Linked DNA regions of Zea mays: region 2 is linked to region 1. A link is a contact called in public Hi-C data. All regions are on one chromosome and are shown on one strand. The core of a region is the stretch at or near the end of the contact, and the rest is flanking DNA. Distances in the headings are between cores, read along the strand shown. Region 1 holds the start of LOC100383597. Region 2 holds the start of LOC103637601 (RING-H2 finger protein ATL80).

The links. A called contact is a pair of places that touch in the nucleus more often than the background predicts.
Region 2: a contact with region 1 is called in a Hi-C map of leaf, with 6 times the contacts expected there. The contact joins the promoter of LOC103637601 here to the promoter of LOC100383597 in region 1. A contact is called at or near these places in 3 of 25 Hi-C or Micro-C datasets (ear, leaf and tassel).

The regions. Positions count from the first base shown.
Region 1 is chr1:84,951,221-84,956,135 of Zm-B73-REFERENCE-NAM-5.0, forward strand. LOC100383597 reads left to right here and starts at 1,810. Exons shown (of 7, transcript NM_001363842.1): 1 at 1,810-2,124; 2 at 2,414-2,476; 3 at 3,187-3,373; 4 at 4,111-4,347; 5 at 4,694-4,840. The coding sequence starts at 4,820.
Region 2 is chr1:85,312,333-85,317,033 of Zm-B73-REFERENCE-NAM-5.0, forward strand. It overlaps LOC103637601 (RING-H2 finger protein ATL80), which reads right to left and starts at 3,422. Exons shown (of 1, transcript XM_020546420.3): 1 at 1,664-3,422. The coding sequence starts at 3,093. The coding sequence ends at 2,317. It overlaps LOC100285573, which reads left to right. Exons shown (of 6, transcript NM_001413611.1): 6 at 1-138.

The DNA of each region.
Region 1 (4,915 bases), core at 560-3,059:
TAATTACCCTTACATCACCACCTTCAAACAAGCCGAAGATAACAATGTAATACAAACTTTAAAAGTGCTTTTACATTTATTATGATATAAATACGTGACATAATATTATACCTTGCGAATATATTTTTATATGTTTACAAATAATAAAGACTTGTTATTTATGACCTTCGTCTAAGATGCATTATACCCGAAAGGGAATAATGATTCGGAAGACGAAGGTCTTTAACATATAACAAATGTATTGTCTTACTCTTAATTCACAGCAATTGAGAATAAGTGGACAATGGCTACTAAAAGCTACCGATATTTAAAGCTAAAATGACTTATAGTTTGGAACGAGGAAAATACCCTTCAAGTGAATTGGCTTAAGAACTATGGTATCAAAGCCATGCAATACCCTACACGTATGCTAAAGATATGCCAGCGCCTTCTTTGTTACAGGTTGGAGTTCGTTGAAGCAAATGGAAGCGCCGCATATTTGCTGGCACAGCTGCAGTCCAAATCCAACTGCAGTCCGCAGCAGCTCGTCCTTCTTGACCTGCTCTGTCAGGCTCGCCATCCTGACGGCTTGTCCTGACTCCAGCGAACCCGATCCTTGCTTGCCACGTATCAGATACAGTGGAGTTGTAGGAGAGGAGTGAGGACTGAGGAGAGCAAGCCTGGGAAGTTTAGTGAGTAAAAACTGCGGCGCCTCCTCTGATGCACCCGCAGTCGATGGGGCATGTGCCCAACTGGTCCTGCTCACCATGCTGTATCCTGAAAGGCCGAAACAACACAGGTTTATGTGTGCATGCATATGCTCACATGAATTTCTTCCATCAAAATCCTGAAAAATGGATTAGGCCAAGGAGAGTAAACCTGATCTGGAGATAAAAAAAAAGTTAAACCCAGTATTAATGGCTCCCATGGTTCCTCTGACTTAAGTTTAGTTCGTGTCACATCAAATGTTTGAATATCAACTACGAGTATTGTATATAAGTTTGATTAGGTTTAATAAATTTGTCTATCTTTTAGTCTTTATCTATGTAATTAGTTTTATGATTAGACTATATTTAATACTCGTAATCATCATACAAACATTCAATATGACAGGGACTAAAGTTTAGTTAGGTGGAACCAAACACCCCAAAAATAATCGAGGCAAGTCTTACCCAAGAAATAGAGGCTGCGTCGATTCTAGGACCTTTTGGATCAGTAGAAAGTCTTCTCGTCGCTACGTCAAACCTGTCCTTCTCACCTAGAGATAGGGGTGGTAATGGACTCTAAATTTTACACTACAAAATTTAAGGATCAAATTATATTAGGATTGAGCTCTATTTCTATTCATTTTTTAACTAAAATTAATTAAGGGCTCAAACGAATTGTGAAGAAACATTTGAATGATCAATTACCACCCCTACCTAGAGATCAAACACTAGAAATTGTGGAGCAGCCATAAAAGTACACAATACTCTATATTCCATGTTGGTGAGTCTTGAAAACATCAAAAATACTCCAAAAGTTAAATGGTACCTTCATAGGCTTACTGTTTCCACTTTGCCCAAATTTGTATAGAAAGAACAGTATAAGAATTGTGCCATAGTGTCCTGGCTGGACCCCAGTTCATTGTAAAATAGATATTACCTTTAGTTAAAAGGCGCTCGAATTTCAGTCTCTCCCCGCGTTTCACGCGCTCTCGGCCGCACGCGAGCCAACGCGTGGCCGCACACCACGGACCCGAAATTATACATCAAATCAACCAAATTGCAGCGTTGCGTCCGGTCTTCCTTTCCCAACTCGGTCGACGCGTTCGCCACGGCTGCGCAGTCCTCCTCCTCGCCTCCGATCCCCTCCCTTCGACGATGCGAGCACACCCGCTCATCCTCTTCGTACCTGCACCGCCACCTCATCCTCTTCCTCGCCGCGCCGACACCCACCGCGCTCTCTCCCTCCCGCGGCGACGCCCTTCGCCAACGAGAACCGCACGCCGTCGTCTCCCACGGGCACTGTCGCACGCTGGGCCACGCTGCAGTCGGTGGCGCCGCCACACCTTCTTCCTCCATGTGCCGTCGCCGCCCTATTCTTCTTCGAGATGCAGCCGCTAGCGCTGCCCTCCTCCCAGCTCCCCTTCATGGCCGCGTGCAGGTGGACCGCTCCCCACCCCGTCGCCTTCCTCCTCGTACTGCCCCCAAGAACGCCCTAGGTTACTTTTTCTTAGATTTGCCTTTTGGTTTCAAGTATGTTTCTCTGATGCCCTAGCTGTCTGGTGGATTAAATTTAATTATTGAGCTGCAACTTTCACCAATTGGTTTGGAGAAAGACAATAGAGGCTTGGGTTCTTTTAGTTAAGAAAAATTGCGTCCGTGTTCAGTTATAACATAAGATTGTTTATTGTTCTCTGTAATCTCACATTTCTTTTTCTATATATGAATAGGGACTATGTGCCAGTGTTAGTTTTTGGTACCAGTCTACAGGTCTTTCATTTCTACATTCAAAGGTGAGAATCAATCATGTTCGGCTCCCTTTAAAAAAGTAATGTTTCCCAATCCTTCATAGTAAAACTAAACACACATTGTAAAGACATTTGTCGTACGAGATCTTTTATAGAGGTGTGTTTTAACCCAAAGGCAGGCTGTGGAGATCAATTCCAGATATTGCCTTCTTGTTGTGTCTCAGTTGATTTTTTTTAGCATTGAACGTAACTTACAGTTTGACATAACAAGCGGTGAATGTAACACTACAGTTTAACTCAACAAGCCATTGGCTGTAGCTCACAATCAGCTTGGCTGAACTGCCAAAAAAAATACAAGCAGTCCATTACAGTTCAACTTAACAAGAGCAGTTCTGTTGGTAAAGCCGATGCAAATAAGTACCAATTGTTAGTTAGGAAGGGAAAAGTGTCAGCAGTCAATGGCTGATTAAAAAACTAAATGTCTTTGAATTTGTTGGGCCGTGTGCCTAGTGCCTGGCCTATTAACTGGCTTGTTCGCTGCGGCTTTAATCCGACTGCGACTGCGGCTTCTACAGTATTTTGTCTCTAGGAATTGCAGCTGCAATAGTATTTTGCAGCTGCAACAGTGCTCCCGCATGGGCAGCCGAACAAGCTAAACATGTACATATATACTTATTATACCAGTGAGGTGTGTGTAGAGTAGTGTACTCTGTACTCTTCCAGAAAACTTTACATGGTACCGGAACCGGGACCAGCGGCGACGGTGTAGTGGTGAGGAGGCAGAGGAGTGCCTTCGGCCTCGACGGAAGAAGGCCGCCGATGGAGAAGAAGACCAGCTGGGAGCGTGGCGCGGCGTCGCGGTCGTGCACGAGGAGGAGGAGCCTGCACTTGCCGGAGGGAGAAGAAGCATGTAGCACGGTGCGGTGCTGCAGTCGTGCGTGAGTAGGTTCTTATTATTGTTTTCTATCCTGCTGGATATGTAGTCATGACAGTTAAATTATGTACAACTATGATTACAAACGGGAATACAAGCTAGGAGTTGAGACCACAATCCTTATGAAAAGTTACACTGTAAGTATGTCGTCCTGCTTGCATTTCTTCCATGTTCCTTTTCTCACTGTAAGCTTAGTTTTTGTGATCAGCTTCCAGATAGAAGAGTTATTAAAGTAGACACTAAACGATTCCAACCTCCTGAATCTCTTTTTACTCCTGTAACACTTCCATTTATATTTATACATAATGGTATTGTCAACAGTACACATAGTTTCCATCAGTTTGTTAATAGTGCACCTTTAGATTGAATGAGCTTCTTGCAGAGCACCAAGGATTAGGCATTGAAATGTGTGGATAAAAATATTAGAGGACCACACATCATTATTATGCAACATTGTCTATGCACATGAACATAATTGTATCGGTAGTAAGCCGCCAGCATGTTTGAAAGTTAAAAATGTGAATTAAGAACGAATTATCGTATCCTGCTATACTTATGCAACCTACCAAGAATTAGGGCATTGTAGAAACCATATAAAGTATTGAGATCAATTTGAATTTGTCTGCCTCATGATTTTTTGATACCTGACCTTTATGAAGGTAGAGGACAACATTAAGGATGATCATAGACTACCAACATTCTTCTTCAGATTAAATGTTAAATTCAGTAATTTAATTTGTTTCAGGTGAGCCTTCTTCACATATTGAGCAACAATAATCATCTTCGTGGTCATGGTGGTGATGACCATGATGCGCCTAGAAATGCATGTGTGAAATATTCAATATATGTCACCATTTCTATTTTCAGTAATACAAGATTAGACCATCCCTGCACATCTGCCTATCTGCCTGGCAAAATATTATCGTCGCTTCCAAGATTGAGAATATGGCTGCGTTTGGAAAGCCTTAGATTCTAGCATTGGGTAACATGTCTATTATCCCACATTATCTAAGTTTAACTAGATACTCATATTTTATGAAAAAAACTGCACTGAAAAATCACGAGGTGCTAGATGTTGCGCTAGCAGCAGCATCATAGCACATCTTGTCTATTCCAGTTACAAATGTGCATATTGTAGAATATTTTTGTAACATACTGCTGCTCCCTTCCATTCGTTTTGGTTTTGGCAATTTTCTATGCACGTGTCGCTCATCCATGGTACCTCTTTTGTACTAAGATCATTGTGACATTTAACATGTTTACATCATCTCTTACTCGACACATACTCACTGGACTAATGTTCTTGTCCCTCCTTTTGCTTTCCTTAGCAGATGGCGGAGGTTCTAATAAGTAACCTTATGATTGGAAATTGCAGTGATCGGTTGTGTGTACGTGTCTCCCGTCTGTGAAAAATTTATGATCCCGAGGATGAGTATAAGCTTTTCCATGCTCATATGGTCCTCATCGACGAGGAGGTACGCGACCTGCTTACTACATGAAGCATGCTGCATACCAGATCAAAGAAATTTTAATATGGGGTATGCATGGTT
Region 2 (4,701 bases), core at 2,172-4,671, 360 kb after region 1:
GAACTAGGAAGGGTGTCTGTTATCTTCTTTTGTTGCTTGGAGACCTTGTGCTTGTGTTGGTTGGAATTTTGTTGCCTATGTAACTAGTGGTGTATGACAGTTATGCTATTGGTTTCTTTGTGTTGGTGCCTTCCTCCCCATATGGGCGGCCCTGTATTTGCCGCAGCCGAGTGCGCTGCCGAAGCGAAAGCGCCTTCGACTTCCGGGTGGTCAGGAGATGATCGACGGTGGTTTGCCCTTGCCCCTGTGGTTTTCTCCACTAGTGGCAGATAAAAGTAGAACTCAAGGTAGCCGGAGTGCACGAGTGCGTCTCCAATGGAGACAGTCTGGAGAACTGTAGCCGTCCGTCTATCTGATACAGTACGTACGTAGGCCTCCAGTTGAGACTGGCAAGCACAATCCCTGTTGGTTGTCCGAGTGTAAAAAAAAGGCCGTGTGTTCGCTTCTAGTGCGCCGTCCCTTTGGTTTGGAGGATCGGGCTGGAAAAGCTGAGGTCCCAAGTTGCCGGCGAGGCTGTTCATGGTGATGGATATCTGGAGGAAGATCTCGGATGGGCTATGGTCCTCTCATCTGACGCGACTGGAGCGGCGTCGACGGATCCGGATCGTGTGACTGGCTGAGGCTGTGGGGCTTTCCTTGGTGAAATGAAAAATTGCGCTTCCATTGTTGTTTGGTAAGTAGGGCTATCCTATCCTGCTGCATGGAGCATGGTCGGCTGTAGACACCACCGTGTCTTGGTAGCAAGCGGCGAGTGACAAACTCCAGGACTCGTTTAGTTTTTGAGCATACATCGGTAGATACGTTTCTTTGGTGAGTATTTAAATCCCCAAAATTGAATAGAGAGCAATTTAATCTCCTTCATTTCTCTCAATCCACCTCTAGCCGAAAATTCGTAAGGCCTTGTTCGTTTATGTCGGATTACACCCGAAACCGTTACAGCTAATTAAAGTTTATATAAATTAGAAAACAATCCGGTTAAGAATCGTTCTGACCCACTAAAACGGTAAACCAGCTCAAGTTTCATCTGATGGCAGAAATTATGAAATGGAGCACCAGTAACCTTTCCTCTCTCTCTCTTTTTTAACGCAGTAACCGATGGGTGCTTCCAATTGCCTGATGGAATGGAAGACAAAAGCCTCGCCCTCGGACACGGGCTTTCGGTCAGTTTGACGTGATTTATTTTACAGGTTCTTTATGGATTTAAGTACAAGCAGTTTAACTGCTTTTTAAAAATGAAATAAAAGTAGACAACAAAATGAAATTGTTTTTCACCGGCTTCTTAGATAACATGTGCCAAACAGGGTTGATGGCCATCATACCATATCCTCACGAGCGCGAGGCAGCAACCTACCCTCGGATGGTAATGCCATGTTCAGCAGATCCTCCGTCCCATCTCACACCTCATTCATTATTTCAAAATTCACTCTTGTAAACGGCATCATCTACAGTTCTGTTTTTCCTATTTTACGCTATCGGTTAAAGACAGCCTAATGAAATTTTACACTGAAAATTTAAAGATGAATCATACTAAGATCAGACTCTATTTTCATTTATGTTTGAACAAAATTAATTAAAAACCAAAATGAATCGTGAATAAACATTTAGATCGTAATCCATCACCTCCCCTAAACAGACCCCATCACATTGGCACCTTGCTAGAAGATGATCCAACGGCCTGTCCGCTTCCAAGCTGTAAACATCACAGAAATATAATGCCAAAGCACACCCTAGTCTACTGATGAGAGTAACTCATATTTCTTAAAAAATAAAATAAATCCTCTCTATTTCATAGACTACAGAGTGGACTTTCCCTAGAAACTACAGTGCCACTAGTATATATAAAAACAAATACTCTCGCGTTCATAAATATACGACACCGTTAATTTTTTAAAAAAACTTTAACCACTTAATTAAAAAATAATAAGTTATCATTTAATTTTTTTTTATTTTGTTTTATCGATTAAGGTAGTTTGTACTACACCTAAAATTTTACATTTTGAATAAAACAAGTGGTCAAAGTTTTCAAAAATAATTAATGATGTCATATATTTGTGAAGTAGTAGATTTTTACCCCCAATTTACAATTTTCATGTACAATACCAGTTGCAAGTTCCCCACGAGCCCAAGCTGCGAACTCCAAAAGGTTGTACAAAAAGAATCGCATTTCTTTCTAGTTATTTTCGTTTTCATTGCTTTAGAGGGGATCTTCGCTGTACCAGTGACATGTAGGCACGGGCTGATGGGGGCAGCTCAACAACCAAGGACCCGGCCTGGCCCCCACCCGTCAGACAAACAACCGGCCAACCACTGCTGACGCTACGGCAAGAACCCGCCACCGCCGCGGCCTCCGCTGGCGGCGGCGGAGGAGGACGAGGAGGCGGCGAGGACGGCCTCCAGGACGACGGCCTCGCACTTGCGGCACCGCTTGGGCGGCGCCGGGTCGTCCAGGACGATGGGGCGGCGGCAGGACGGGCAGGACGAGTTGGAGCGCAGCCAGGTGTCGACGCACGCGACATGGAACCCGTGCCCGCACTGCGGCATCACGCGCACCTCCTCCCGCTCGCCGAACTCCGCCAGGCAGATGGCGCACTCCGCCAGCAGCTCCTGCTCCTCCTCGCCCTCCGCCGCCGGCGCCGCGCCCCGGGCCGCCGCGGCCGCCGCCACCGCGTCCGCGTACGCCAGCCTCGGAAGCGCCTTCAGCGCCTTCTTCTTCAGCCCCTTGCTGGCGGCGGCCGCGCTCGCGGTCGCGGTCGTGGTCGTGGCGGCCGCGCTCGCGCCGGTGGCCTGGTGGTGCGCGTGGTGGCGGTGCCCGCTGCCGCCGTCGCTCGAGGGGGAAGCCGGGGCGCCGTCGCCCCCCGCGCCAGCGCCCCTGTTGCGCCGGGATCGGGCGCAGCGGGCGACGGCGGCGAGCCCCACGACGCAGATCAGCGCGCAGAGCAGCGCGGCGAGGATCACCACCACATCGGAGTTGACGGCCGCGGGCGGGTCGGCGGGCGGGATGCCCGGGATGCGTTTGGGGTTCGGGTCGGGGATGGCGCCGCCGCTGTCGCTGCTGCTCTGGAGGAGGCGCCGCGAGTACGACAGCCGGAGCATCGCCGGCGTCGGTCGCGCGCCGGTGGGTGGTGGGGCGTCTACGTTAAAAAAGTGGAGCGGCGAGAGGACGGAAAGGGAGGTCCCGGTCTTGGGGGGTTGGGATGGTTAATGACGGAGAGGGCAAGCGTCCTCGTGTAGGGAGTGGGAGGACTGCCGGACTGCCTGAGCTGTGGCGAAACTCGGAAGGGCGCAATTGACGACTATGCCCTTCGTGTTCCCCGCATTGCAAGCTTCCTACAATATACACTAGCTCTTGGAGGTGAAAACAATCCAACTACATTATTGGTCCTAGACTCCTAGCAACACTTTGCATCGGTTGGCTCTGCGCCTCTATCATGCTGGCATAACAAGGTCCGTGGTGCAAATATGCACTTAATACAAGAACTTTAACACCTAATACTAGGAGAAAGGTGTTCGAACCAAAATTGAGCGGCGGACTGAGGCCGGACGGTCCGCGGTCCGGACGGTCCGCGCCTGTGGGCCGGACGGTCCGCGCGTGCGCAGAACAGATTAGGGTTCCGAGTTTTGTGCTACGGTTGTTAGCTATATTCGCGGGATTAGCTCGGAATCAGTTGTGTAAAGGGTCCAGCCCCCCTCCTCTATAAATAGAGAGGTCTACGGCCGATTTGTAATCATCATCAATCGAATCAATACAACTTTTACTCGCATTTTATCCTAGGAGTAGTTCTAGTCTAGTTTAGGTTTAGCCACTCGATCCCCAAATTCTCCGTCTCTCCTCGACTCTACGTCGATTAGAGGAGTCTAGGTCGGCCTGCCCGAGCCTAGACACCACCTAGGATCTCTACTCCCCGACGGGGTCCCTCCCGGGAGCGAGATCCAGGCGCCGTCGGCGATTTTCCGCCGTCCCTGCGTACGTGCGGACCGTCCGGCCCCAGGGCGCGGACCGTCCGGCCGTCAGGCAGAAGTCCCAGCAGCGCACCAGGCCGCGGACCGTCCGGCCCCAGGCCGCGGACAGTCCGCCCTTGCGCAGAGAGCACCACCGCGCCTCGCACCAGGCCGCGGACCGTCCGGCCCCTGCGCGCGGACCGTCCGCCCCTGTGCAGAGGGCACCGCCACGGTTCTTGTTGAGTGTTTGGCGCTCCGAAAAGGCGTCAACATACTTTTGGCGACTCCGCTGGGGAAAACATATCTAAGCTCATCAAATCGGCCCTCAATGGCCGGTTCAAGGGATAGCTCTGATATTTCTCCAAGCAACATCATAGAGCCGACTTGGGAAACCTTGCCGGCTGACGAGCAGCTCCAGTTCGAGGAGCACAAGGAGCGGATGATCCAGGAGGCGAAAGCAAAGTTCTTGACCAACTTCAAAGTGGACAGGAACAACAAGGTCGTCCGACATCGGGCGACGGATCCGGCTTCGCTCCAACCCACGCCAGATATCCCCAATGTAAGTAATACCAACGATCTGCAATCTCTTAAAAATTATGTAGAAGATCAGCGTGAACAAATGCATAACATCATAGGGGGTATGCAAAGCGATTTTAAGAGACTAGTACGTGCATTTGATAAATCTAGTACCGCAAATTTTCCTTCGCACGAGGTTGAGTTAGGAGATAACGCATGTAACACATCGGCTACAGGTTGTCACGA